6 separate regions of the Sus scrofa genome follow, and all the other regions are linked to region 3. The links are chromatin contacts, called in public HiChIP or PLAC-seq maps. All regions are on one chromosome and are shown on one strand. Each heading gives the region's core, a stretch centred on a gene start, on an enhancer-like site or on the middle of the called end of the contact. The rest is flanking DNA. Distances are from core to core; before and after follow the strand shown.

The links. HiChIP or PLAC-seq counts read pairs in DNA pulled down with a chosen protein or histone mark.
Region 1: an H3K27ac HiChIP or PLAC-seq map of alveolar macrophages shows a contact between it and region 3. The contact joins two enhancer-like sites. A contact is called at or near these places in 2 of 2 datasets of contacts at active chromatin or transcription factors (alveolar macrophages and skeletal muscle).
Region 2: a contact with region 3 is called in an H3K27ac HiChIP or PLAC-seq map of alveolar macrophages. The contact joins two enhancer-like sites. A contact is called at or near these places in 2 of 2 datasets of contacts at active chromatin or transcription factors (alveolar macrophages and skeletal muscle).
Region 4: a contact with region 3 is called in an H3K27ac HiChIP or PLAC-seq map of alveolar macrophages. The contact joins two enhancer-like sites. A contact is called at or near these places in 1 of 47 Hi-C or Micro-C datasets (heart right ventricle) and 2 of 2 datasets of contacts at active chromatin or transcription factors (alveolar macrophages and skeletal muscle).
Region 5: a contact with region 3 is called in an H3K27ac HiChIP or PLAC-seq map of alveolar macrophages. The contact joins the promoter of RREB1 here to the enhancer-like site in region 3. A contact is called at or near these places in 3 of 5 promoter capture datasets (fetal liver, fetal skeletal muscle and liver), 7 of 47 Hi-C or Micro-C datasets (embryonic fibroblasts, epiblast stem cells, heart right ventricle and 2 more) and 2 of 2 datasets of contacts at active chromatin or transcription factors (alveolar macrophages and skeletal muscle).
Region 6: a contact with region 3 is called in an H3K27ac HiChIP or PLAC-seq map of alveolar macrophages. The contact joins two enhancer-like sites. A contact is called at or near these places in 1 of 47 Hi-C or Micro-C datasets (liver) and 2 of 2 datasets of contacts at active chromatin or transcription factors (alveolar macrophages and skeletal muscle).

The regions. Positions count from the first base shown.
Region 1 is chr7:4,654,917-4,658,719 of Sscrofa11.1, reverse strand. No RefSeq gene overlaps it. Among named protein-coding and RNA genes, the nearest start is that of SSR1, 29 kb to the left of the region's middle. Within about 2 kb of position 1,674, at least 10 of the 83 cell types and tissues checked have an H3K27ac peak or open chromatin away from gene starts, as enhancers often do. A contact at or near this core is called in alveolar macrophages, where this site is marked.
Region 2 is chr7:4,478,004-4,481,472 of Sscrofa11.1, reverse strand. No RefSeq gene overlaps it. Among named protein-coding and RNA genes, the nearest start is that of RREB1, 33 kb to the left of the region's middle. Within about 2 kb of position 1,437, at least 27 of the 83 cell types and tissues checked have an H3K27ac peak or open chromatin away from gene starts, as enhancers often do. A contact at or near this core is called in alveolar macrophages, where this site is marked.
Region 3 is chr7:4,216,895-4,220,589 of Sscrofa11.1, reverse strand. It overlaps LOC110261767 (a long non-coding RNA gene), which reads right to left. Exons shown (of 3, transcript XR_002346276.1): 1 at 2,808-3,695. Among named protein-coding and RNA genes, the nearest start is that of LY86, 110 kb to the right of the region's middle. Within about 2 kb of position 1,474, at least 14 of the 83 cell types and tissues checked have an H3K27ac peak or open chromatin away from gene starts, as enhancers often do. A contact at or near this core is called in alveolar macrophages, fetal liver and liver, where this site is marked.
Region 4 is chr7:4,611,891-4,615,414 of Sscrofa11.1, reverse strand. The region is part of intron 8 of RREB1 (ras-responsive element-binding protein 1); the gene reads right to left. Among named protein-coding and RNA genes, the nearest start is that of SSR1, 72 kb to the left of the region's middle. Within about 2 kb of position 2,069, at least 31 of the 83 cell types and tissues checked have an H3K27ac peak or open chromatin away from gene starts, as enhancers often do. A contact at or near this core is called in alveolar macrophages, where this site is marked.
Region 5 is chr7:4,510,790-4,514,129 of Sscrofa11.1, reverse strand. RREB1 (ras-responsive element-binding protein 1) reads right to left here and starts at 1,844. Exons shown (of 16, transcript XM_005665552.3): 1 at 1,556-1,844.
Region 6 is chr7:4,563,968-4,567,689 of Sscrofa11.1, reverse strand. The region is part of intron 1 of RREB1 (ras-responsive element-binding protein 1); the gene reads right to left. Among named protein-coding and RNA genes, the nearest start is that of RREB1, 54 kb to the right of the region's middle. Within about 2 kb of position 2,104, at least 32 of the 83 cell types and tissues checked have an H3K27ac peak or open chromatin away from gene starts, as enhancers often do. A contact at or near this core is called in alveolar macrophages, where this site is marked.

The sequences.
Region 1 (3,803 bases), core at 425-2,924, 440 kb before region 3:
GTAATGTGCTTATGTTTGATAATGGAAGAAATAAATACAAGTGTTAAATTGATTTGCGCCTCCTGAGATGCGTGTAACCATCGCAGTGTTTGTGAGCCCATTAAAACCCTAGACGTTTGGTCGCTTCACCTACTTGGAGAAACTGAATGTCGCCGCTAGAAAGTCTTTGGGAGCATTTTCCCTGAAAGGAACCCCAGCTTTTGCTTCTCGTCGGTTCTGTCCTATGAACAAAGTGCCTGCATTCCACCTGGGCCTGTGCCTCCCAGCCCTGTGCCCATACGCCCGCTGGACCCCCTCCGCCCCCAGTTGCACGGGCGTGGCTGTGGGGACGCCGCCATCACCCCCAGGCGACCTGGTCCTCACCTGCACCCCCGCACACTGTCCCCGCCCAGACCAGCAAACCCCGCCCCCAGTGCAGGCATCCAGCCTTGTGCCCCGGTCCCCCCACCCTTTCTGCCTTTTAAGCTTCATGACAATAAGAATTTTCAGTTACCCAATTACTGAGTCCTGAAAGGGCACCTGACGTGTGGTAGGTGATTGAGTTACAGCCACACCCTACCGTGCAGCAGGCACACCCACACCCCCAGTTTGCACAGGAGGAGGCTGTACAAGTTAAGTAACGGATTGAGTCGGCCAGCTCTTAAGTGGTCAGGCTGAGACTGGACACCAGCCTGTCCCCTCAGAGCCTCGCATGCACCTCTTGCCTCCCTCATGATGCGGAAGCTGCAGGCGGCCCTGGGCCCGGGTCCACACAGGCCCACATCCAGGCCTCGTCTACGCCGCCGCCGGGCCTTCCGGCCTCCCAGGCGGATGGCCGCACAGTGAGGATTCTGGGGAGAAGCAGGGCTGCAGCATCACCAGGAAGCCTTTACCAAAACAGCCAAGGGAGCTGGTGAGCAGGTGCCCACGAGCTGCCAGGGTGGGGGTGGGGCGGCAGGGGCGCCTCCTCTGAGTTCTAGAAGAGGAAGTGAAACAATGGGGACCCCACAGCCCGGCTTCAAAACTCAGTTCCCCAATTGCGAGTGGGCTGTAACCTTAAACACTGTTCTGTTAAACATATAATCCAAGCTTAGCAAATCGCACCAAGACGATTAAATAAGCCATCAGAGGAGACAAAAGCTTCCCCCCACCATTGCCAGACCACGAGGACAGAGCAAAGAAAGCTTCGCAGAAGTGCAAGTCCCCTTCAAGTAACAGCACATAGTCGAGAGACTAGCTGTCATTAAGACTTAAAAAGGATTTTTTTTTTTTTTTTTTTGGTCTTTTTAGGGCCACACCCATGACATATGGAGGTTCCCAGGCTAGGGGTCAAATCAGGAGCTGTAGCCACTGGCCTACAGCAGAGCCACAGCAATGCAGGACCCAAGCTGCATCTGTGACACCACAGCTCACAGCAATGCTGGATCCTTAACCCACTGAGCAAGTCCAGGGATCGAACCCATGTCCTCATGGATGCTAGTCAGGTTCGTTAACCACTAAGCCACGATGGGAACTCCAAAAGAATAAGTTTCTTATAAGGGACTAACTCATGACTTGCATCTGTGTTTAATCCTCCTCTGCAAGAACTTTCCAAATGACAGGGGAATATTTTAAGCACAACGATTAGAATCCCAGGCCCCCTTGAAACCTGTCTGCAGGGTTGTTTTGCTGCCCTCTGCTGTTCACAGGAGGTACAGCAGTCATGGTGTGTTCCCCGGGCATTGCCACAGAGGTGGGGCTTGGGACTGTGAGCTGTTCTCTCCTAAAGCAAACCACCACCTCCAGCCAGTGCGGCCCACCAGCCTGTACGTCCCATGCTCCCCCCCCCCCCCCCCCGCCAAACAACAGCAGATTGTTTTTTGCTGGGACGTCAAGGAATGGTCTGATGAGGTTGTTGGACTGCTATGTCGGTAGAAGGAGCTGGTCACTGGGAGAGCTGGCCGGCCACACTCAATGCGCCCTCTGGGGCCGTCTCGTCTGCCCCTCTGCTTTGCCTCCATCACGTCCACACACACACACGTTTACCTTGGATGAACTGGTACTTCGCTCAGGCACCTAAGCGAGTAGGATGGGTCGCAGCCCCTGTCTGAACCACGCTTGGTGATTCAAAATCCGCTGACCCCAGACTCGCCCACTCAGTGCCTGGGTACTCTCACCCGGGCCACATAGTTGGCCTCAGCCTGTTTCTTCTCTAAACCGTGGACAGTCGTAACTAGAGGTATTAATATTCAATGAATGTTTATAAAGCCCTCACTATATAGGCCAAGTGTTTGGTGGAATTTTTAAAGATACTGCATGTGAGGAGAAGAAGAAAAATAGCTGATTCAAGCGCCTGGCCCAGAGTAGCCTCATCCGCACGACTAAGCAGGTTCTTTGCCTCGTCTCATAAGCTGTGTCCACTTGTCAGCCGACTGAAACCCGTCGGCAGCCTCCCCCCCCCCCACTGCCAAAGTCTGTCTAAAGGCGAGGCCCTTTCAGTTGTTTATCTTCGGTAAGTGACCGAACCTCATCTAACAATGAGCTGGAAAGACTCTGAAGCCCTTTCTACCCACTGGCCGGATGGCTGGGCTCGCCTTGGGACAGCCCGGCTAGTGGACACCTCCTGCTTGAACCCCAGTCTTGTGGTCTGTGGCCAGCGCTGCTCAGCAGACCATCCCAGAGAAAAGGCCGCCTTCCCTCCCGCCCAACAGGCCTCTGTGCACGCGAAGAGCTCTCGCTCCTTCCTTTGTCAAAAACCGTCCTGTGCCACGAGCCGCGGCGGAGGTCGCAGGCGCGGCTCGGATCCCGCGTGGCGGTGGCGGTGGCGGTGGCCGCGGCGACAGCTCCGCGTGGTCCCCTCGCCCGGGAGCCTCCATATGCTGTGGGTGCGGCCCTAGAGAAACCTCTTCTACCCGGGCTCAGAAAAAAGTAAAAGTACCACCCCCACCTACGTGGATACGTGGATTTTTTTTTGGATAAAATAGTCCCATAAATGGTCCCCCAAGGAAAGAGTGCTTTTATTCTGATGATGGGAGTTGCCTGCCCGCTTGAACCCGAGCATATTGTATTTCATAGCGAAGTGAAAGGGTCCAAAACGATCACTCGAGAGAAAGGATGAAAGCGGCTGCCGTGCGTCCCTCCCCCAGAGGCCGCGGCTTCGGCAGCTACTTGGGGCTCCGTCGGCGTCTGCCCACGGCCCGGCCGTGAGGTGGCGGCGGCCGCGGGGAGCATCCTGGGGGGCTGCCCGGAAGCGGCGTTGGAGGGAGCGCCGCCACCCTCCTGCAAAGCCGCCCCCGAGGGGGGCTGCCGCCCTCGCCCTTGCCGTGGCCGCCTGCCGCTTGGACCCCTGCGAGGCCAAGTCCAAGGGGGGCAGGGGCGGGGGGGGGGGGACCCTCTCGAGCGCTTCCCGCGAGCCAGGGCTCCTCGGAGCGCTTCCCTCGTGTCCCTTCTCAGTGCGCGGGGCACCGGCCCTGCCTGAGGGACCAGCTCACGTCACCGAGTTACAGCTGAGGAATTCGAGGCGCAGTGTCACCCAGCCAGTAAGAGACGGGGCGGTCACAGGCTCCGCCGTGGCACCCGGGCCACCCCAGGGGGCTCAGGCCCCCACAGCCAAACCCTGATGCCCCAGAGCCACCTCAACGTCCCTGAGCCGCTTCCCTTCAGGAGGTCCCGTCTCGGTGTCACCTCCCCAGGAAACTCCCTTCTGACGAGATCTCACCTCCTAACAGGTCCCCTAACAGTTCTAACCCAGCTCTCCCCTGTCCCTGCCTGTCACACGGCCCTGCCCCAGCCCCCATCCTGAGCCGACGGCTTCCCTGTGTCAGTGAGCAGGGGACAAATGTGGC
Region 2 (3,469 bases), core at 188-2,687, 260 kb before region 3:
CTGGTCTGTGGGGTCCCTGTCAGATGGATGGATGGTAATTCTAGTCCCTAGAAAACAGAAAATCCTGTTTGATTGGATTGTCAAAAGCAGAAAATCCAGCAGCTCAAAGCTGGCTTCTGGACAGAGCGAGGCATTACCTTGCGGTCACAACCAAGAGGTAGAAGCTGTATGACCAGGGCGAGTTTATGCCTCTAAGCCTGCTCTGTCGACAATCCACAGAAGCTACTAAAGGTGGCTCACCAACGAATGGATGAAAAACACCTGTAAACACTGAGCCCCGAGCCTGAGTCAGGGAAGAGCTCAGGGGACAGTGGCTCCTCCATCCCACCGTCCTCTCATCTGTCAGACGTCACATGCCCGACGGATGTGCTATCCTGTCCCGACTACGTCTTCCTTTTGTGGAATCCCCCCGACGCCGAGCCACGTGGGCACTACATGCCCAGTAAGGACTTGCCAAAGGAACGAATGTGTGAGGCCCAGGACACGATACCCAGGCAACAATCCTGATCCTCAGAGACCTCTGGGGCCCATTTCTGCCAGAGAGCAGCTTATTTTGTCATTAGTAAAGGGCAGGATTTTTGCTTTGAGGCTCCACAAGGACGGGGACAGATCTGCATCAGGTGTTTGAATCAAGCTTTTGACCCTCTCTGTGCCTCAGTTTCAACATCGGTACGATGGGGCTAATAACGGAAGTCCACTCACAGGTTCACACGTGAGGTGCCCGACACTCAGCCCCCAAGAGGCGTCAGCTATCCAGTGTGAAAGCACTCCGAAACCGTCCATAAAGCGGTGTGGGGTCAGTGAAAATCTGAGCAGCAGCATAGACCGCTCCCTTCTGCCTGTCACTCCCACCAGGAAATCTTTTTTTTTTTTGGTCTTTTTGTCTTTTAGGGCCGTATCTGTGGCACATGGAGGTTCCCAGGCTAGGGGTCCCGTCAGAGCTCTAGCTACCGGTCTACACCACAGCCACAGCAACGTGGGATCCGAGCCGTGTCTGTGACCTACACCACGGCTCATGGCAACGCCGGATCCTTAACCCACTGAGCGAGGCCAGGGATGGAACCCGCGTCCTCATGGATGCTAGTTGGGTTCGTTAACTGCTGAGCCACGATGGGAACACCCCCCAGGACAGCTTTTAAAACATGCAAATCCCTGCTTCCTCCTCCTGGCTCGTCTTACTCCGGGGTGCGGGTCAGGCCCAGGAATCTGCATTTTCAACGAACCCCCCGAGGATGGTCACCGGAGGGGCAACCTCGCCTGGGACACACGCGAGAAACCGGATTAGACGGCTGGTGATTTCCCTCTCCCTCCAAGAGGCGGCTTTATGGTTTGGGTAAAACCATTAAGAACACATTGGTTTTCTCGTTGGTTTCACTTTGAGTTTCTGCCTCCTGCGATACAAAGTGAAATCGAACAGAGCCTGAGGCTTCACTCCCACCGGGGGCGGAACTGCCACGTGACCAGAAGGCTTGGAACTGAAACCAGAGGCAGAGGAGTGGAGGGGAACCTCTGTGTGTGTGTGTGTGTGTGTGTGTGTACGTATGTATGTGTGTATGCATATTTTTTCTTTCCTTTTTCTCCCCCTTTCTTTTTAAAAAAATTACACCTCCTCAGGAACGTGACACAGACAAAGAAATGACGTGGGTTTTCCTCTAGGACATGTTACTTGCACTGGGGGCAGGTCGAGGTGCGAAGCTGGAGTCCATCTCAAAGGGTGGGGCATCTTTAGGACAGAATTTAGGGAAAGGAAGAACATTGGAAACAAGACACAAAAGGGCCTCAGTGCCTGTTGGGCGGTCTGCGCGCAAGCGTGGAACCAGAATGATTTCATAAGTTTAAAAGAAATAGGAGGCCCCGTTGTGGCTCAGGGGAAACAAATCTGACGAGCATCCATGAGGACGCAGGTGCAGGTTCGCGTGCAGGACGCAGGCCACGACCAACCGCAACCTGGGATCTGAGCCGTGTCTGAGACCTACACCGACCTACACCATAGTTCACGGCAATGCCGGATCCTTAACCCACTGAGTGAGGCCAGGGATCGAACCCACGTCCTCCTGGATACTAGGTTTGTTTCCGCTGAGCCACAGCGGGAATTCGGCAATGTATTTTATATATATTATATATGGTTAAAACTTTTTTTGGACATTGAACATGATATAAATAAACATGGAGAAATCAGTGTTCACGTACCTGCATAATATGCACATATTATGTGCCTGCAGTATTCTGGGTCCTTCCACACAGCCCAGGTAACACATGTAATCCTTTAATCCTCTTAATTATCCTGTAAGGATTCTACTAAGACCTCTATTTTACAAATAAGGAAACTGAGGCTCCCCGAGGTCCTGCAGGTCATGTGGCCAGAGAAGAACCGGGTTGGGATCTGAACCCAGGAAGCCGGGCATCATTCTTGGTTTTTTTTGTTTTTTTTTTGAACTTCTCTTTTTTGGTATTTTTGGGGTCCCATTCTTTAAAGACTACACACGGCCTTTCAATGCAGTGGAATCGCCGTCCTAAACACTGCAGGTCTACAGATTCAGTGCAGCCCTCCTAATAACTCCAACAGGTTCTGTTAGGGAATTTTTTTCTGTTTCCACAATTTATACAGAAGGGCAAAAAGCCAAGATCACCAAGGTGCACTTAATGCAAGCACAAGCCCTCCCAGGCATCAGGATTCCCTGTGAGGCGGTGATAATTAAGGGATGGACAAAGAGACCAGGGAAATAGCACAGAAACAGACGGAGCACGAAAGGCCACGTGACTGACAATGCGCGAGCACTAAGTATTCCGGCTTATACGGATGGATGGATGGATGGAGAAATACTAAATAAGCAAACTGTGCCTGGACAGCCCAACATCCCTGAGATAAAAAGTGAAAACAGGCCCCTACTTTACAACAGTCACAAAACCCAGATCCAGATGAACAGAATAGGGTAAAGTCACATGTGAAAAAGGCAAAACTCTAAAGACAGCAGAAAAGCTTCATGAACCTAGGATAGGGAAGAACTTCTTTTTCTTTCTTTCTTTCTTTTTTTTTTTTTTTTTTTTTTTGCTTTTTAGGGCCACACCTGCGGCATACGGAGGTTCCCAGGCTAGGGGTCCAACGTAAGTGACAGCCGCCAGCCTACACCACAGCCACAGCAACACAGGATCCGAGCCGCGTCTGCGACCTACACCACAGCTCACGGCAACACTGGATCCTTAACCCACTGGGCAAGGCCGGGGATCAAACCCACAACCTCATGGTTCCTAGGCAGATTCTTTTCTGCTGTGCCACAACGGGAACTCTGGGAAGAATTTCTTAAACAAGAAAGTATTGACCATAAAGGAAAGGACTGATAAAACTAATAAAGTTAAAATTAAGAGTTTGTGAGCACCCAGAGGCCTCACAAATAGAGCAAAAAAGACAAGTCAAAGAGGGAAAAGATATTTGCAACACATACGTTCAAGTAAAGACTCACCCCGGAAC
Region 3 (3,695 bases), core at 225-2,724:
AGCTTGAGGTCTTTCAAGAAAATCTGATTCTTATTTCAGAGAAGAATAAGACAAGCATTTCTGGTGGGAAACCGAGGTTGTCCACCCAGCAGCTGTGGCTTCTTCTGTCACTTACTGTGATGGAGTCGTGGTGATCTGTCTTCTAAGAGCTTGTTGAAGTCTCCTATCTGCTGATGTCTCTGCTCTGCTCTTCGTCCTTGTGCGTTTATGCCATTTTGTTCCTTTATGACCATTTTAATAGGCTCTCTGGGTTCCCACTGTGGCTCAGCAGTAATGAACCCGACTCGTATCCATGAAGATGCGGGTACGATCCCTGGTCTCACTCAGTGGGTTAAATATCTGGCGTTGCTGTGAGCTGTGGTATAGGTCCCAGAAGTGGCTTGGATCCTGTGTTGCTGTGGCTGTGGTAGAGGCTGGAGGCTGCAGCTCCGATTGGACCCCTAGCCTGGGAACTTCCAGATGCCTCAGGTGCGGCCCTAAAAAGACCAAAAAAAAGAAAAAAAAAGGCTCTCTGGAGGGAGAGGTGAAAATGCGTGTTTAGTCTCTCTCCCTGTTTGGAAGGCCCCTAGCCAGTGTTTCTCAAACCACGAGTTGTGGCCTGCTAGTAAGCTATGTCCAGTATTCTAACAAATGAAACAGCAGAAGATTCCAGATTGTACCTATGGCCCAGAGTAAGGTTAGCTATCATTTCATGAATGTTTGTTTCAGTTGCGTGCGCCCGGGTCGTGGTGTTTTAGTTGCGTGTGCCCGGGCCGTGTGTTTCAGTTGCGTGTGCCCAGGTCGTGTGTTACTGGGTAGAGGTGGAAGACGTGTTCCTTGCACTGAGTTGCACACAAAAATATCTGGGAAGCATTGCTTGAAAGACATCTCCTCTGAGCGCGCTGTGCTCTGCAGTGGTATCTTATCTGGCTTTGGTTTCATAGGTCAGTGGGGCTAGGAGAGCATTGAAGCCGGGCCCGGTCAGCCGTCGTGAACCGGCCTGTGATACGCAGAGAGGGAGATGGCTCATTCCCACGGGGGAGCTCAGACCCCACGCAAGTCCGTGTGTTACCCTTTGCAGGCTATTCCTCTCTGTTTCCCAAGGCAGAAGCATGCTCTGGAAATACGCTTCCCACCCGAGCAAGGCGTCAGGCCGGTGGGCCTGAGAGACACGCTTCCGACCCTGAACAGGAGTTTAGCTGAGCTCTGCTCCCTCCCCCGCCACGGTCAGGGCTGGGTCCCAGCAGGCCATGGGCATCCAGGGTCACCTCAGCAAACAGCTCTTAAAAGGCCGCATTCCCCAAATGTTTGGAGAGCCTCCGGCCAGAAGCGATGCTAGGTTTCTGCTGAGTTACATAATGTACGAGGATCAAGGCTTATTTTCAAGGCCGATTTTCACTCCTTCCGGCCCTTTCCGGGCGGTTGTATTCAGCACAGTCTGATGGCTGTATTTCCTATGCCTGAAGATTTCAGGAAGTGACAACATCCTCTGTCTGGGCAAAGTCACCGTCAACGTGAAAATATGGTACCCAGTGGCCGTCCTGGGGCTGTGGGGCCGGCCCGGAGGCCTCCTCGGTCTGGCGGCTGGGCCCCTTTGCCGGCCTTCTCACAGTGGCGGGGGGCCTGCCTCTTCTGCTGCCCTTCCATGCATCCCCTTGGCATTCTTGCTACACCACGTTTGCTGCTTTCCATTTAAAATTTTTTTTTTTTTAAAGAAGTATTTTTGGGGAGTTCCCTGGTGGTCTAGTGGTTAGGATTTGGCACTTTCACCACTGTGGCTGGGATTCAATTCCTGGTCTGGGAACTGAGTTTCTGCTTTAAGCCACTGCACACCAAAGAGGTATCTTTGACGTAGAAAAATTATATCTATCTAAAATGTACAAGCTGATTTTTTTTTTTCCTCTTTTGGCCACCCTGTGGTGTATGGAGTTCCCAGGCCCAGAGATCAGATCTGAGCCACAGTTGCCACCTCTGTCAGCTTTGGCAACGCCGGATCCTTTAACCACTCTGCCAGGCTAGGCCAGAGATCAAGGCTACGTCCTGGTGCTGTGCAGACACTGCTGATCCCATTGTGCAGCAGCGGGAACTCCACAGTTTGGTATTTTGATGTATGGATACGCTGTGAAAAGATCACACCGTGCACTAGTTAACACGCCCTTAACTCTCCGGAGTCACCATTGTGTGTGTGTGTGTGTGTGTGTGTCTCTGCTTGTGGCAAGATTTCATTTCATTTTATTTTTATTTTATTTTTTTGCCATTTCTTGGGCCACTCCTGCGGCATATGGAGATTCCCAGGCTAGGGGTTGAATCGGAGCTGTAGCTGCCAGCTTATGCCAGAGCCACAGCAACGCAGGATCCGAGCCAGGTCTGCAACCTACACCACAGCTCATGCAACGCCGGATCGTTAACCCACTGAGCAAGGGCAGGGATCGAACCCGCAACCTCATGGTTCCTAGTCGATTCGTTAACCACTGCGCCACGATGGGCACGCCAAGATTTCATTTTAGATCTATCCTCTTTGCAACGTTCTTTGCCTTTTTTTTTTGTGCCTTTTTTAGGGCCAAATCTAGGGCATATAGAAATTCCCAGGCTAGGGGTCAAATCAGAGCTTTGGCTGCCGGTCTACACCACAGCCACAGCATCGAGGGACCCGAGCATCGCCTGCAGCCTACACCACAGCTCATGGCAACGCTGGCTCCTTAACTCACTGAGCGAGGCCAGGGATCGAACTCGTGTCCTTACGGATACTAGTCGGGTTTGTTACCACTGAGCCACCACGGAAGTCCCTGCATCTGACTGTTTTAGATTCTACCCATAAGTGAACTCACACAGGACTGCTCTCTCCACGCGTCTGGCTTACTTCACGGAGCGCCGTGTCCTCCAGGCCCATCCACATGGTGGAATCCCCTTTTTTCAGGCTGAATAGTTAAGGTTTAACTTGCTTTCGGAAGCCGGGGTGATGGGAGAGGAAGGAACCTCCGCCCTTTCCGATTCCCACATCAATAGCCAATATTCTTTCCTGCTCAATAATTCAAAATTAAACCAGAAAGACACGGAGTTCTTTGACATCTCGTCCAGCTTTAACATTGCTGTCAGTGGGGAACTTGTCGGAATACCTTGCCCAGCGCTGTTGGACACTGGAAACTCTCCCGGCAGCGTGAAGTTTCCATTCAGTTCCAAAGGCGTTCTATTCTCGATGGTGAGGCTCGCTTCTATAATTAGCATGCGCCCAGTTTAGAGGCTCTGCCGTCCCTCTCACTTGGACCAACGCGTGGACGGGGGAGGGGGGAGGAGGCCCAGAGGCTGCTCCCAAGGGCCACGTGTGCAGGGCTGGGACGCGGAGGTCCTGGTACCGTCAGCCTTGCTACGCCGCCCGCTCAGGACCCGTGCCTGGCTTTCAGTAGGCAGAATTGAAACAAAATCTGTGAGTGGTGCTCAAAAAAAAAAAAAAAAAACCCAAGGAATTGCTCCATAAGGAAATGTCAGCCAGAGCAATGGGCTGAACCACAGGCACCCTGCAATCTGGGGGTGAGCTCAGGGCTTGCCTGCCAGGCTGGGTCCTGGGGGAGGACAGGAAATGAAAGTGAACCAGGGAGGGGAGTGAGAAGGGAAGGAGAACCTCGGGCCCGACCATGGGGGGAGAACCCAGGGCTGGAACTTTGGGGACCTGTCACCTTCTGTGTGACACTCGAACCTGCCTGGGCCTTCTAGGGCAG
Region 4 (3,524 bases), core at 820-3,319, 390 kb before region 3:
GCCCACCCGTTCCCGGCTCGCGGAGACGTTACAGAACCTCACGACCGAGAGTAACAAGGACCCGCTGCCCATCTCTTCTCGGAGGGCCAAGGACTTACGCCCGAGTCTGACTCCACTAAGTGAAGATCCGTGCTGTCACTGGACCGGTCACTCTCATGAGGCAACACCTTTGATTTCCAGTTTTTAGATTCATTACGGTAGAGCAAGAACTTAGGTTTTTTGCAAACCAAACTACAACAGCATCCTACGTCCTTATGGTTATTTCTCTCGACTGTTCACAGGGGTCTTGCTCCCCCTGAATTTCACAGCCACTAAAAAAACAAACCAAACCAATCAGGATTATACACAAGTCTGCCCAACTCAGTTTCACAGAGACTATTCTTTCTTAAAACAAAACAAAACAAAAAGTAATATTTCACTGGCTTATATACTTTTTTTTTCTTTTTAGGGCCATGGAGGTTCCCAGGCTGGGGGTCAATCAGAGCTGCAGCTGCCGGCCCACACCACAGCCAGGGCAACGCCAGATCCTCAACCCACTGAGTGAGGCCAGGGCTGGGCCCAGCCGGCTCCGGGAGGTCCAGGAACCACTCCGTTTGTTGGCTGGGGGTTGGTCCTTTCGGTCTCCAAGGACTTTAATGCAAATGGATGATGTTCTTGTTTGTGCCCAGATCCATGGCCAGTTCTCAAAAAACCCCAAAAGTTAGGCTCTTCAAGTCCCTGAACCAGGGCCCGCCCCGTGGGGATGGACGCCGCAGAGCCGTCCTTTTGCATCACGTGCCTGTAAGGGACACTCCGTCCGGCCTTGTTACTAATTTTTAGAGGACAGCTCATGGCTCTGGGCTGGGGTAGAAACGTGGTGTGATAAACACACGATTGTGGCGTGGCGATTGTGGCGTGGCGTGGGCACTCTGCAGGGACGAGGGCGGAGGAAGAAGCCGTCCGCGGGGCAACTCCCAGCAGGGCTGACAGTGACTTAACCGGCCCCGGCCAGGAAACAAGGAACGGGTAACCACAAATGGAGCGGTTTCCCCAATAACCGTGCCGAGGACCTGCGACGGGTGGTGACCGCGCACACAGACTGCGAGTCAGGCCAAGAGAAAGGTGGAGGCGGAGTCGCCAGCGGGTGACCTACAGAGACAGAAAACAAGGCCACCAAAAATCTGAGAGAAAAAATATTTTAAACCTTGAGGGTCCACAGTTCTGGGCGTAGCTCCCCCCAGGTTGCTACAGTGCCCCTGGGCTCATCTGGGGGTCCTGACCCTCCAGAACAAGGTAAAACGCTGAAGAGCAATCCAAAGAGACCCCCTGCTCCCTGGGGCGCCTGATTTTCACATCCTCCTGTCAAGCTGAGGGCCAGGCACACGATCCTGTCACCGAGAAAGGGTTAAAGAAAACTGCTCTGTTTCATTATGCTAAACGCACTTCTGAAAGACTGCTGTGGCAAGTTCCAAATCTCAGGAAACACTTCTTCAGAATCTCAGCTTTCCCCACAAGCTAAGGGAGAGGACCTGCCGTCCCAGCGTGTAAAGGTGTCAGGTGCTGCCAGGCTTCGGGAGGTCTGGGTTTCCGCACAGCCGGGATCCCAGCCTCTGGGAGGCAGGAGTCAACCCACGTCTAAACAGCCATTCAGTTACCCCATCTTTACGAAAGCGGAAGTAGGAGTGCCGCCTTATAACAGGGACTAAGGGCCGACCCGTTCCCAAGTTCTGCCACGGGAAGAGCACCCAGTTCCTTCTCCGTTTCACTGGAAGGGGTTCCCAGCGAGGGACACGAACCCCTAACTTAAGTGTTGCAAGGCTGAACACACTAAACAAGACCCACGTTCAAATAACAGCATCAGGGAAAGGTTCACGGAGTGTTTGTCACAGTCGGAGGACTGGGGCATGCCCTTCATCCTCACGCGTCCCCACGCCCATCTTCCAGGTGGGGGGACGGAGCCCAGGGTCACGGAGATGCCAGGCTCAGGCAAGGCTGGAGCTGGCTGCCCTCCCTCCACCGCTGGGCTGTCCTTCAGAGGACCAGTGCTGCGGGCAGCCCAGCTCCTGCCACGCCCGTGTCACATCCTCGAGGCCTGCCGTCTTTGTAGCACTCTGGCCCTGTCCTCAGAAGCTAAGAAGGCGGCAGGCACCCTGACTACTTCCTCAGGAGACTGAATTTCTTACTCATTATAGCGTTTTAACCGAGGGACTGACATTCCTTTTTTAAAGGGATTTCATGCTTCGTTTTCCCTGTTCTGTCTCCAGAGGCAAGGAGGGGTGAGTGCAAACAACCTCTGGTCGGGGCCCCACCCAGTTCAGACATTCCTCTCCCCCTGCCCACCCCTGCCCTCCCTCCAGGCCCAGCCAGAGAACTGACATCCAGCAGCTGCACTAATCTCTCCCAGTTGCCAGGAGCAACAGTGATGGCCCTGTGACAGGGCCCTGGCCCGCAGCGGCCTGCCCTCCCCACGCCCAGGAATCCGCCGGGCTGCACACCGCGTCCTGACGCCCTGCCCGGGCTGTTCCACCGAAGCGGCGTGGTGTGAAGCGGGGCAGGTCCAGGGGCTGCTCTGCGGGTGGGCTGGCGGGAGCCCAGGAGCCGAGTCTCGGAGGGGCCGTGGGCAGGATAGGGAGGGGGCAACCCTGCCCAAGGTGCCTCCGGCTTCCGGCTACGGAAGGGCACATGCCCTCCCCTCGCTCAGCCCCCAGCATCGTTTCCAATCTGCTCCACCTGGCTGAGCCTTGGAGACCCAGGGACTCTTAAATTTGAGATGCTGACGAGGATTTTGTCATGCCCTCTCCCTATTTTTAGGTTGACATTTAACAAGCACGGGACCAGCGCCATGGGAATCTCTGTTAGGGTCCCCTGCAGATGACGGGCGGGGGCGGGGCAGAGGCAGCGGGGTGCAGTGAAGGGAGCCGAACACTCCTCGGAGCACCGGAGACTCCAGAGGAAGAAGGTTCTGGCACCTCTCCCCCACCCTGGCGGCACAGGGAGCTGCCCCTGCAGAGCCCACCAGGTTCCCCTGGCACGAACTCCCACTGCAGATTTAGGGGTGTCTGTCTCACAAACATCCAGGATCCCGTCGGATGGGGCAGAGGCCCTGAGCCGGGCAAGCACATGGGGGCGCCACGGCATCGGGGGTAAAATGCCAAGGGCAGCTTTCGGCCTGCCAGCCAAGCTTGGACAGCAGGCCACCGGCCCACCTGGCCTCAGCCTGACCCCCTTCACTCCGCGAGAATGGCTCACTCACTGTTTTCTGACGGCCCTTAAGGGGCCCTGTCTCCACCGTCACTGCTTTTCTCTTAAGTCTGGTCAAGCGCCTGGCGCACAACAAGCGTTCATTCATTTGCCAGATGCAGTTTAACTGAAATAATTTTTAAATTATTGAAATAATTTAACTGAAACAATTTAAAAATTATTTATTACCTGATCTCCTTTCATCCAGAAGCCACATAAGATTAGGTAACTTTTGCCAGATTCCACCCCCAGCTGCAGCCACAGAGCCACTGGACCACCCAGATGCCTCCTCTCGCAGCCCAGCC
Region 5 (3,340 bases), core at 595-3,094, 290 kb before region 3:
CTCGCCCCCCCCACCCGACCCCGCCGGAAAAAGAAGTGGCCCCGCCGAGAAGAGGGCTCGGCCGCCGCGCCCCGCACTCACGCGCCTCCCGGGCCCCGCGGGCGGCGGGGAGCGAGTCCCCACATCCTGGACGCGACCCTCGGTCCCGTCCAGAAAACACGCCGCTTCCAGGGAGGGGGCCGGCGACGGGAAGGACCTCCCCTGCTCCTTAGCAACCATTAAGGTCGCAGTTTCCTAAGAGACCGCGAGCAAGGAGGGGGCGCGGGGGGCCGGGCCGAGACCGGGGTTGGGGGGGGCGCACGGGGTCCCCAGCCCTCGACACTGCCGCCCCCCGCCCCTGCTCGGCGCTGCCGGCCGGGATGGGAGGAGGCAGGGAAGCCCCACAACTTGCGAAAAATTGGTCCAGCGGGCGGCGGACAAAAGTTTCCGAGCGCGCTCCACAGCTGGGCGGCGAAGCGGGCCCCGGCGGCCGGCCCCGCCTCGGATGCTCCCGGCCTCCTTCCTGTGCTCGTGACGGCGCCGGGCGCCGAGGTCCCCCCCCCCCTCCCGCGATGCAGGCTCCGCTCCACACCGATAGCTCCCACGAAAACACGTACACCGTCAACGGAAGGGCAAGGAAACAATACGCGCGGACGCGGCCCCCGCCCCGGCCCCTCCTCGCCCGGTCACCCGGGGGCGGTGGTCGGCGTGACCACCAGCCACGAGCTGGGAACGGCCAGGGCGCAGGGCTGCCCGCGGCCCCCCTCCGGGCCGGCGCCGTCCGCCGGGGAGGATCAAAGTCCGCAGAGCAGGGCGCGGCGGATGCTCCCACCGCGCGGCCCCTGCGAGCACCCCCGAGCCAGCACCCCAGGCGGGCACCCCGAGCGGGCACCCCCGGATACCTTGCGGCGGCGGGCGGGCGCCGTCATCTCCGTGCTCCTCGGCCCGAGAGGGACTCGAAAGTATGTAGGAGAAAAGTTTCCCCTCCCACATGGGGGGGAGGATGTCGGGGGAGAGAGGGCGGAAGATGGAGAGCAGCGCTGGGAAGATGTTTCTGGCCCGCGGTGCGCGCACCATCCGAGTCCCGGCGGTGCTGGTTAAAAATAAATTGCTCGGCGGGCGCGGCGGCGCGGGTCGGGCCGGATTCCTGCGCTCGGACGGCTAATATGGATGCGCATCAGATCCTGGCGGCGCGGCGCAGCGGCAGCCCAGGCTGCTCGCTCTGGGAGCTGGTTGGCAGAGCCGGCAGCTCGGGAAGGGGAAAAGGAGCGGAGGAAGGGGAGGAGGAGGAGGAGGAGGGGGAGGAGGAGGAGGAGGAGCGGCCCGGCGCGCAGCCCGAGGGGAGAGGGCTGCCCAGCTCATCCCGGGCCGGCCCCACTGTCCCGAGCGCACGTAGCGCGGCGTGGGGCGCTCGGGTCCACGGCTCCGGGAAACGCTGAGTTTAAAAAGTACAACGCGCACTGCAGACTTCACCCTCCCCATCCCCAAAAGTTCTTTAAAAGGTCGCTCCCGCTCAGCCCCAGACATCTCGCTGCCACCCAAGGACCGCGAGCCCGAACCCGGGGCGCGTACTCACGGCGGGGCAGGGCGCTTGGCTCCCAGGCATGATGCAGTAGGGACCGGTGGGCTTCGGGGAGAGAACGAGGAGAGATGCAAACTTGTTCCGGAAAAGGAATCAAAATGGCGTTTCTGGATGTGCAAAGTTCATCAACTCCGCAGTCACTTCCCCTCCTCCTCTTCTCCCACAGGGAGGGAGGTGGGCGACGAGCTGGCGACCCCGGCGCCCCAGTCGTCGTCCCGGCCCCCGCCTCGGCCCCCCGCCCCGCTTCCTCGCCCGCACGCTCGGAGACTCGCTCTCCCCCTCTCACCCTGATAAGTAGACACATCACGTGTTGCTCCTGCGAGTCTCCTGGGGACGTGTTACAGAGCGGCGGCGGCCGCGGCGGCGGCGTTCGGCCTGGGGGTGGGGGGGGACCGCGGTACCCGCCGGTCCCCACCGCAGCCCCCGCCCCGATTTTAGCCGGATGACCGCCGTTTCCATCCCGGGATGGATGGAGGTGCAGTCCCCCACCCCACCCCCACCGCAGCCCCAGGTTTGCCCCACGCCCTCCGCAGGCGCCCCGGGCCAGGGAGGGCCGAGCCGCCGGGGGGTGGGGGGGAGGTCTCGGCGGCCACAGCTGAGCGGGATCCCGACCCGCCCAGCGACCGCCCGCCTGCTACGGTCTTGGACCACCGCGCCCCCCTCCCCTCTAGGCCCTCACTGCGGGCGACTCTCCGCCCCCCGGCTTTCCATCACTTTACTTCGTGGCTGTTTCACTATTTTAACCAAGGAGGGGGAAAGGCAGTGGTGCCTGGGAGGCGCGGAAGGGGCGCCTCGGAGGCCGGGAGGGGGTGCATTGGGGGTGGGGGGGTCCTGGCCGGGCGCCGCCCCTCTTCCTCTCGGAAGCCGATGGGTCGGTGATCCCCACCCGCGCGGTTCCCGCTCCACGCGGTCCTGGCCCTGCATCCAGGTGGGACGAGTAGATTGATGGGGCAGCAGATTAAGGAACTGGCGCTTCACCCCGCCCCCAACTTCGGGCCGTTTCTCTCCCGGGGCCCGGTCCTTCTAGCTCTGGGGCTGCTGCCCGGGGAAGCGTGTTCTCAGTACAGCAAATTCAGTACTCGCTCGGCTTTTGTCACCTTCCCGTCCCCACACTCCACAAGTGATGCTTAAGCGGAGGCTACGTTGCCCCCAAGGGGCCGCCACTGTGTCCCCACCCCACAATGGCAGGGCTGATGCTGTGTCATCCACGTCGCCCTCCGGGGCATCAGGGAAGCCACATGCAATATCTCTTTCTCTCAGAGGGCTCCTGTTTCAACTCTGAAAAGCAGGGGCCCTCCTCCGAGCTGCTCTCCATCTCCGCGGCTCCAGCCACCACGCTGAGCCCTGGCCGGGGCGGCCCAAGTTATCACCGAGCGCAGAGACACCAGGCCTGGGCTGTGCTTCCTCCATAAAGCAGCTGACATGTTTCCAACTGTTAATACTTTTCCTACCGAGCTTCTGAAAGGGGCCTGTTGTCAGCCTTTGGAACATCTTCTGACAGATAAGGGTGACTGTGGTTGTGCAAAACAAACGCCACACACTCCCCAAATTCTAAAGATGACTCTCAGCTCTGGCGGAGAAGACTGCTGCGGCAAGAGGCGTTTGAGACTTGTTAAACAGGACGGTGTTATACATACAGAGAGCTGGCTACTATCTATTTACTGTGACCTTTGACCCTGTTCCACGCCAGCTCCTCTGAATGCACTTGCACACCATACACAATTGTAAGCCCAATCACGGGCCTTTAATTTGCAGCACTCAGTGGAACTCTGGTTTTCA
Region 6 (3,722 bases), core at 855-3,354, 350 kb before region 3:
CCACCAAACCGAGCTACGTGAGTCAGAGGACAGCTGCTCTTTCAAAGAGGAAGTGTGGAGAGGTGGGGCGGTCGTCTGGCACAGGCTGGATGAAGCCACCCTGGGGTACCATTCCTGCATCCCTCTGCGGGGCTCCCGGCTTCTCTGGAGGGAGGAAATGGGACCAAGTCCCAGGTACACACTTTGCAGTGACGAGCGGCCTCCACGCGGCAGCTCCCCACCCCGCCCCCCCAGCACTGAAGGAATCTCATCTCACTGCTGCCAGACTTGGAGCCACTTGGCAGCTGCCACATGGCAGCCATTTGTTCCCTGGCAGCCCTCGAGCGCGGCCCTGTCCCTCTCCCCAGGTGAGCCAGTCTTTTTTCCTGGCCACCAGGACCTGGTATTTCATCACCTTCTTGCCCAACTTGGCAGAAACCAGTAGGGTTCTCTCCCCTGCAAGGAAGCTGGTGAGAAAGGGAGTGGGCCGGCAAGGGGTGGCCCCGGGGCTGTGCACAGACCCAGGGCACCCTCACCTACCCCCAGGGTAGGGCAGGGTCTTCCCTGCAGGGGATAAGGTGTGGAAGCCCCCACCCCTCCCCACCCCACCCTCAGATCTGCTCTGGGGCTTATCAGGAAGGGTGGGAGCGGCCCCCACACCATACCTTGGCTGAGGAATTTAGAACCAGCAAAGGAGGCTACTGCTACCAGAAAGCAGGATTTCAGTCCAAGTGTCAGCCGTCTAGGGTTTGTCTAACGCAGGTCTTTCGGAGTGTCCTTTCTCTCATAACTGGGCAGGGGGTCAGCCATCTGGGGCATAAACTCTGGACCAGGAGAGGCGTTAGGCACTTGACTTGTATGTAAGCCCTCCTCGCATCAGAGAGGGCAACGACTGGGGATCTGCTGGCTGTGACGCGGCTCCTCAGGCGCTCAGCCAGGACCCTAGCCCAGGTTGTCTGATGCGTGTACGCCCCGTGCCGCAAGGAGCACCCCGGAAGAGGTGTTCGGAAAAGGGCGCTGAGCAATGAGAGGGTTAGGAAACCCAGTGGGGGAGACGAGAAACGGTTGAAGGCCGGGCGCGTGGAATAAGGAGAGAGGTTTGGGGGGAAGCAGAAGGAAGCGGGTCTGGAGCCCCAAGATTCCATATCCCGGAGCTCTGAGCAACTAGAGCTGCCCTCTGACGGAATGATGCCTTGTGGGTGATGACCTTGCTGCGTCTGGAAACAGTCAAGAGGCTGGATTACACCACACAGCCCGGCAGTGGGTGAGACCACAGGACAAGGTCCTTCCGACGTCCAGGTTAGAAGTACCTGAAAGGACCGTCCCTCTGTCATCCTACTGGGCGACTCAGGGATGCGCTGGGAGGAGGAACCTACAGCAGAGCTTCAAGAGCATGGGGCGAGGCGTCTTCCACCTTGGCCTGGAAACCCAGCTCGCCCCCAGCTTTAGGTCTACGAGCCTCGGTTCTCTCATCTGGAAAATGAGCAATCAGTCAAGGGGGTACGCGTGAACACCCTTTACAAACAGCACGGCACCCACAGTACATGAGCTACGGATGTGACACCGCTCGCCCCCAGCATTCCAGCTCAGCAGGCCCCTGGGCTGGCTCCCCCACAGCTGCCCACAGCCTCCCCTGCAGGATCGCCAATGCCTGGAGGGCAGGGCCCCGTTTGCAGATCTCAAAAAAAATTTTTGCTCCAGCCCCTAAGTGTAACAATGAAATATAAATATAATTTAGCTTATCACAAATGCAATCCCATCGACAATCAGGAGTGAAACAGCTGCTGCCAGCTCGCAGGGCTGTAAGGCCGGCAGGAAATAAAACGCCTCCGGCTTCAGAACGTCGCTGAAACAAATCCTGGTGAGCTTCCCCTGTGCTTCATCAAGGAAGTCTGCGCTGCTGGCCCCCCACGGATGCTCGGCCCGCCCCACCTGCGCCGGCACCTCGTCCCCCAGCCCTAGAAGCTGGCCCCCAGCCCCCTGCCCCTGCCGCTCAGGCCAACCGGACAGCAGCCACTGGGCTGCTCTGCACACTCTGCTGACGGGGCCTCGGGGCCTGCGGTCACATTCGCAGCTCAGGGGAGGAAGCTGGGGGAAAGTTCAGGAGCAGTTTGCAGGGAGTTTGAGGCAATATCCTGCTCCTCTTTCACAGGCCCTGAGGTCCCGGGGCGGCCTCGCAGACCGGCTCAGGCTCGGGAGAGGGTCACGCGGAAGAAACAGGCTTCTCTACTTTTGCCCTGAGGAGGAGCTGGATGCAGGCGACGCCCCCCCACCTCCCACCCCGGGGGGGGGGGGGGGGGCAGGTGCCTCACCTGAGATCTGGGCTGCACATTCTAAGAATTCAGGGTGGGTTCAGCACAACACTCCTTATAAAACCAAAATTACTCTGTGGAGGCTAAGAGGGCTGTTGGCAAAGCTTCTCCCTGCGCGCGGGGTGAGGAGACGGGCCGGTCGGGCAAAGGCAGTCGTCAGTCGGCGGGGCCGGGGCGCTCGGCGGCCACCACTGCCGGTCAGCTGAGCGTGACTCGGCGGCGGCGGCTGTGCCCCGCGATCAGGAGCTCCGAGCCCTGTCCCGGTGCCTCGAAACGGGCCACCATGTCTCTCCCTTGTGCTTCTAAGAAAAACAAAGACCCTGAGACAGAAGCGGCTGATACGTGTTTATCCCAAGCCAATCAACCAAAAACACCAGCAAGCTAAGGGCTTCTCTTCAAGGAAACTGAGCAAAACCTCAAAGCCGCTGCGGGGCAGGAGGGGGCCTGGGCGGCCGACCCCTCCCAGCCTCAGGAGCTGACCGGCAGAGGCCCCGGCCAGGAAAGCGGCGGATGGGCGGGCGGGGGGATGTCTGCGGCGCCCGGACCCTGGCTCAGGACAACTGCGCTCTCGGGCTGGCTAAGTGAAGGGACCCGAGGGCCGAGCCCCCAGCCCAGCAGGTCTGAAACACACACCCTGTCTGTCCTCCCAGGCTCTTCCCCACGATTCTGGCCTGCGAGCCCCACCATGAGAAACAGGCACAGGAAGGCCAGGAGGAGATCAACCCCCAGGTGGGCGGGGCCCCCCCCTCGGTGAGAACTCAGACCCCCGCCGTCTCCAGAAGGGGACACGCCAGGGAGAAATCAGGGCGGGGACCTGGGAGCACAGAGATTTGGAAAGGCCAGGCCCGCCGGCTGCTCAGGTGGCGTCCTCTCCAAGCTCAGGGCCAAGCTGAGGGTCTCTCCGGCACCCCTTCCCTCGCCTTGGCCGCCTGTGATAAAGGCCCCTCGTGCCGTTCAGACAGAACATCCCTGCTCCCCCTTTATCTTCCCTTAACAGTTTGCCATCCAGTGACAGGAGGGGCCTCGCCTCCAACAGTCCGGCCTTTTATCTCCCGCTGCCCTGACCGCGCCACAAGGCGCAGCCAGGGGCTGGATTTCCTGCAGCTCGCCTAGAGGGGCTGTTTGACTTCTTTAAAATACGACCGGCCTCCGAAACCTTGGAACCGTGCCGAGCAACACCCAGCCAGCATCCATTTCGGCTCCAGCTTTCAAAGCCTCCGAGGGCAGTGTCCCAGCCCTCCCGGTGCTCCGCGTGGGAGAGGCTGGCCGCTTCCAAGGAGGACTCGCTTTCCCGGCTCTCGGATGTATTTGCTTTCTGTCTGTGGCAAACCTAAGAGTTCTCGTCATCAAAGTCCAGAAACCCCAGAAGTGAGTTACAGTAGCTCAATTAAATTCTGAGTTCACACTGCTATTATGAAAATAATTCAGTAG